2 separate regions of the Triticum aestivum genome follow, and region 1 is linked to region 2. The links are chromatin contacts, called in public Hi-C maps. All regions are on one chromosome and are shown on one strand. Each heading gives the region's core, a stretch centred on a gene start, on an enhancer-like site or on the middle of the called end of the contact. The rest is flanking DNA. Distances are from core to core; before and after follow the strand shown. Region 1 has its middle 83 kb from the start of LOC123072032. Region 2 has its middle 96 kb from the start of LOC123072032.

Region 1 (3,099 bases), core at 562-3,061, 180 kb before region 2:
CGCTGCGTCGCCCCTTCGGGCCTTAGCGCCGCGGCCTGCGGTACACTCCGCTGTCACCGCGCGCCGACCTCCCGTGGTATGCGCCGCGCCGTCTACCTTGGCACGGGAACGTCACCGTCCGCGCCGGTCTTCGTCACGCTGTCAGGGTTCTTCGCCTACTTCGAGCATCGCCGTCGCGCTCATAACCTAGCCGCTGCCGCCGCCGCTCTTCTTTGGCCGCCGCCGTCGCTACCTCTGTAGCCGCCGTAGCCGCCCGTCTGCCCCCTTCATCTTCGTCCAGCACCAGCCCGTCGCCAGCGTCGCCGTCATCTACCCCGACCGCTTCATCTACTCCGACAACCGCGGCGACATTGGCCCCGCGCCGATTGGCGCCGCAACCGTCGTCGAGTCCTTCTTTGCTGTCCTCTCAAACTTCTTCGACATGGCGTACAGCTCGTGCAGGTCCCAGTCTACGCATGCTCGGTGCTGGCAACACCGCCGCGTGCCTTCGTCCACGACGTGTCCCCGGGCCTGGCAAGCCTGGTGCGGTGCTTCGTCAACTTCGTCTTCGTCCGTCTACGCATGCCCGGTGCTGGCAACACCGGTGCGTGCCTTCGTCCACGATGTGTCCCCGGGCTTGGCAAACCCGCCGCGACGCGTCGTCAACAACATCATCTTCCTGGCGCACCCCTACTTCGACACCACTGCGCCCATGCTAACTCGGCGCCCCCTTGCGCCCGCGGCTCCACGGCGACTTCCTCGACACCGGCCACCCTGACTCGACATGGACCACGGCATTCTTCGCACGGCTACCTCGACCACGGCTCCACCACCCACGCTCTCGGCTACCTCGACAAACGGCACAAAGGGCTATCGCCTTGCTTGAGCAACCTCGTCGGTTGCCACTCCAGCCACGACTCCGCGATCCGTCGACCGTTACGACTGTGGGGGGTGTCCGTTGGCTTGCCTTCGGATTCTTCTCCAGTCTCACCGTCTGCGTCGCTACCGTTGTGACTGCGGGGGATGTTGAGTATAAGATTATTAGGAAGTATAGGATAGACTAGGATTTGGTCATGCCTTGTCTTGTACTCCAAGTTGGTCTTTGTACTCCTATATATATGCCCATGAGGCTCAATCAATACAATCAACTATTCCACTAGTATCGATCTCATGGTGCGGGATTACGTGCACTACAGCGGAGACCTCGTTGATCAGTGGACGACACACGCGTGACACACGCTCCACTAGCAACACCAAAGCTAGCGGCGGCCTGGTGTGCGCGTGGATAGGTAGCTAGCTGATGTGCGGTGCAAGTGCAACGCACGAACCATCCCATCCCATTGCTCAGCTCAATTCGCCCCCAACTTATCGCACATGCAGGTTCATGTGTCTGCTGATTGGCGCAAGTGATGGAGGAGGGCACGCATGCATGCATGCGTGCATGCCAGCTAGGACGGCAAAATATCACGGCCAAAAGCTCGCATCCATGCTGTACTACGTCGTAGAGTACTGCACCAGGTAGGTCTCGGCGATGGGATACGTACGCATACTACCAGTCGAAGATTTCTCGATCAGCAGCCGGCCGGCCGTCAGCCAGTTCTGCTGGATCCGGTGGATGAGGGACGACGGGTGGAGGTTGATCCCGACCCACGCACGCTCGCGAGATCGATCCAGCCGCAGATGTCGTAGGACTACGTACGTGTGGACGTGGACGCGCTCGCTAGGAGATGAGATAGATCCCGTCGTCCGTCCAGATCGGGTCCTCCAGATTCCCCTGCCGATTGCTAGATTGGGTTTTGGCAGGAGCGGTGGCGCCGTGGCACGTAGCGCACGCCGAACGCGGGCACGCGGCTCGGCTTATCCTCTGCCCGTCGCGCAATCCGGCGACGGGGCACACGGGTTGGCCGAAGCCACGGTCCCCGCGCGCCCACTTGCGTCGGCTCGTCTCGTTTCCCATCGCCGCGCTCGATCGATCGAACTCCTCCTCGGCCAGCGGCGTCCCGTATCCGGCTAACCACACGATGTGGATGGGTGGCTCGGGCTCGTGTCACCGCCGCTTCTCCACGTCCGCCCACCGCGGCCTCTCCTTCTCGTGGCGCACCGCTGGCTTCGTCGCTCCTCTGGTGCGTGCGATAGGCTACGGCCGATCTGCCCATGGATGAATGGTGGCTCGGAAATATCGTGTGCATTCTCCGGGGACGTGATGGCTGCGTGCGGATCCCTGCTCTTGTCCACTTGGGGCGAGCGCTGATATTATGGTCGTCTCGTCTCCTGCTTTGATGTGTGATGTGGATGCGGCCATGTTCTTTGCTGGCCGGTCGACGGCAGCTACCTGGCATGTGTATTGCTGTCGCGCTGTGGCTTTTCGGTGTTGTGGAGATAAGGCGAAAGAAGCTTCAGAGAAATCAGTGGTTTCCCTGGCCATCCTTTTGCTCATTACACGAAGATCCCACTCTCGTGTCCATAGACCTGTCTTCTGCTCCTTGCTTCTCGTAACTTCAACTTGAACCATACAAGGCCTAGTGATTCTATGCAGTTCTCGGTGCAGTTGGTTCAGATCAGTGGCGAATCTAGGACCTAATTGCAGGGCAGGCTGAACTTCAAGGATACTAATCTTTTGGCGTTGGAAACCATTTTATGTGCTATGGGTAGTAACATAAACTTGTAAGAGCATTTTCAGCCGTTCGGCCCCTCAGGGCGTCGAAAAAGAGCGGCCTGAGGGTGAGCCGGCGGTAAACTCGGCGCTGGGAGTGGTTGGACACCCAGCCGTCGCCCTCCAGGTCGCCCCCAGACGCCGATTTCGACCCAACTGTGTCCAAAAACGGCCCAATATCTGCGTGAATCGACCCATATTTGGCGCGGTTCGGCGTGTTTCGGTGTGAATATTCGCATACAAATAGAAATCAATTAGTTCGTCACATAGTTCGGCATGGTTCAACGTGTTTCGGCATGTTTCATCACATAAATCAAATAGTTCAACAAATAGTTCAATACAAATTATATAGTTTAACAAATAAAAGCTCAAGTTTCATCACACGTCATTCCCACATCGCCCCGGCCTCGCCCTCACTGGTGGAAAAAGGGCCTTTGGTCGCGGTTCGCAACTGCCATTAGTCGCGG
Region 2 (3,002 bases), core at 170-2,669:
CCGAGTTGGAGTTGCGCTAAGGTTGTCAGGTGTTATCTCTAGAACTTTGGCGGCAGTGGTGAGGCACCAGTCATTCAGCAAAAGAGCGAAGGAAAGTTAGTGAGGTACGGAGCAGGAAATGGAGACGGTCGAAGGCATGTTCAGACGTTTGACCAAGAGGCAAGAGCAGTGGTACCCTCGTGGTCGTGGGTGTAGGGTCGCCGGTCCGTGCGTTTGTGGTGGATCCGATGATTATGGCTCTGCTTCGACCTATATCAGCTAATTAAGTGCTTCTGTTGCCACTAGAATCTGCAACAGTTGGTGGTACCATTCGAGACGCTCTCACGTTCTGCTTCTCCCCGCAAGCACAAATCATACTGCTGCCCGTGGAATTTTTCTGTATTCCAAGCAGCAGACTTGCAACAGTTGATGATTATGGCTTTGCTTCTGTAACCAAGTAGTACTACCGCTGTTGCCACTAGAACTTGCAACAGTTGGTAGTAGTACCATTGGAGACGCTCTCACGTTCCGGTTCTCCCCCGAGGCAGAAATCATACCAAACCTTGAGGAATTTTCTGCATTCCAAGCAGAGGCAGACTTTAGGCTTTGATCATGATTCGTTGGTGAATGCCCGAGTACATTCTTTACAAAAAAGCTGTGAGGGTTTTGCAAAAGGAACACCAAGAAGATGAGTGCGTGCGCCGGAATAAAGCTGAAAAGAAGCTATGCTCATGCTCATGCTCCCCGGGCCTTTCTCTCCTTTTGATCGATCCCTCCTTTCCCTTTCCTCTTTCTCCCCCGATTCCTGTGCTGCAGCTGCAGTTGCAGGTTCTCGCCGGCGGAAAGCCCGCGGCCGAGTGGGATGATGTGGGCCGATCGACTGGCCTCCGCCACATTTTTTACGAGCCCGATCGGGAATCCGATGCGGTGCGGTGGCCATGGCCGGAGGGAGGAGGTGTCGGCAGCCAGGCCGCGGCCCCTATCGTTTTCTCCGAGTCAGCCGGATGCATATGCAGATGCAGACGCCGCGGCGTGCGTGCCCGGTCTGGCTCCGGGGCCGACACGGCTCATTATTGCGGAGTTTATTTGCTGTGCAGCATGTTCGTCATGGCCATGGCGTTGAACGACCGACGGGGAGCATTGATGAGGGCGATCTGGGCCGTGACAACGATGCCCGCGCATGGCGCGCTGCTGCGTTTGAACTTTGAACTTTGAAAGCGAGCCATGGCTCTGTACCCTGCATCTGACCGATCCACAGATCATGGCTTGGCTTGCTTGTCAATCAGTATGAGCAGTGGGTGAAGTGCTGGAGGCATGGACGCGTACTCTACGGTACCGTCTCCCTGGGATCATGTCTCCGTACGGAGCCCCAAGCCACTGTATTGTCCGTCGCGGTACTGTATTCCGTTCTGTCCGTGCTGGTGTGAGTGATCGCGACTGGCAGCCGCATTCACTGCTAGTATGCCGCGCCCATACGCACATACGGCTCACCTAGTCCCGTACTCTACTGTATCTTATCGGAAATGACCAAGGAGCGCCAAGATTTCAGAGATCCAACCTTGTCACCTCAGAGATTAAATTCGCGAGCCGTGCCCCGGTCGGAGCGTGACACGCACGGCGGCCGCGAGGCCGTGCGAGGTCGGAGCTCAGCCAGCACGTACTAGGCCGGCGCATGTCGTGTCCAGATCACCGGCCATCATAAATGATTTTACCAGCCGTTTTTCACCCACAGCCTGAAGAAAATGTCTGGGAGCGCGGCGCAACACGCTGCGTCCGAAACCGGCCACCGTGAATCTTCCCCACGACACGACCTGAAGAAAAGAAATCTCTCCGCTCCACGGAGTCTCAGTCGGAAAAGAAGGCGCCTGAGCACGGGCAGCTAGCCTAGCGACGCCAAAAGACGCGGCCATGTGTTCTCTCGTCTTTCTCGTTTACCTTTCGCCCGAGTCCACGCCACCAACGGACGAAGCTGCGGCGCGCGCGAGAGCACTGCTTTTCCGTTATCCCACTGCTCCAGCGTCAAGGGGGATGATCATGATGGTACTAGCTACTACTACTAGTGATTAAGGTTAGCTTTACTTTTCCATTAGCGAGCAAAGTGCGTGCGTTCGCACCTTGACAAGTTTGTTAATCTGCCTTTGCGTCGCGGGTAAGTCGAGCACTGACTTGGTGAACCGGGTCAAAAGAGGGCGGCCGGCAGCACACACTGTGGCAGTAGCAACGAGTGTAGTAGCAATACTATAATCCGTTTGACAGTGATCATTATGGTCAAGTGCGGCTGTTCTCCCCGCAGTACCGTGGCAAATGATGACATTATGGGCATGGGCGCATTGCATCCCATTCTAGCACAAGGTGATGTGTAAGTTTTGTTAGTGGAGTGTAGGAGAACACGCTTAGCGTCACTGAATCTTGAGTAGTTAATGCCACGCTTCCTGCAAAAATAATACTACTGTAATAACAATTAACGCCACGCTTCCATTAGAGGAAGATACGGGGTAGATTTTCCGAGGGAAAGAACGACGGAGGGGGACGGGTAAAAGGGACAGCAGGCAGATACTAGTGGGAGGAGTACAAGGAATCCAATCCAAGTCTTGGAATAAAAGAGGAGGCGAAAGCGTCGTCTCCCTCCCGATACACATACGCCCACCGTTCCATTCACATCCTTGTTACCTTTCTCACCACGGCATAAACAAAAGGCTTGTGAAAAGAGGACGACGGGTGAAAAGACGGAGGCTTGGGAGAGAGGCGAAAGGATCGGCCGAGGGAAAAACATGGCCGAGATTCGATTCCAACGTCACACAACACGAACACAGTGGCCATTAAGGATAAAGGAGCAAGCAAGCGTGGTAAAAATAAAAGCTACCGGTGGGGATAAGGCAACAACGGCGGCGCATCGGAGAAAAAGCCATGGCGTACATCGCACCACCACCACCACCACCACCACCATGGATCTCGATGGGTCCTTCTCCATTTCTCTACGGCAAGTGGGGTTGAATGAAGTGCTACCAGTGGTAGCGAGAGAG

The links. A called contact is a pair of places that touch in the nucleus more often than the background predicts.
Region 1: a contact with region 2 is called in a Hi-C map of leaf, with 4 times the contacts expected there. The contact joins two enhancer-like sites. A contact is called at or near these places in 2 of 5 Hi-C or Micro-C datasets (both in leaf).

The regions. Positions count from the first base shown.
Region 1 is chr3B:726,613,538-726,616,636 of IWGSC CS RefSeq v2.1, reverse strand. No RefSeq gene overlaps it. Among protein-coding and RNA genes, the nearest start is that of LOC123072032, 83 kb to the right of the region's middle. Within about 2 kb of position 1,811, at least 7 of the 8 cell types and tissues checked have an H3K27ac peak or open chromatin away from gene starts, as enhancers often do. A contact at or near this core is called in leaf, where this site is marked.
Region 2 is chr3B:726,434,203-726,437,204 of IWGSC CS RefSeq v2.1, reverse strand. No RefSeq gene overlaps it. Among protein-coding and RNA genes, the nearest start is that of LOC123072032, 96 kb to the left of the region's middle. Within about 2 kb of position 1,419, at least 6 of the 8 cell types and tissues checked have an H3K27ac peak or open chromatin away from gene starts, as enhancers often do. A contact at or near this core is called in leaf, where this site is marked.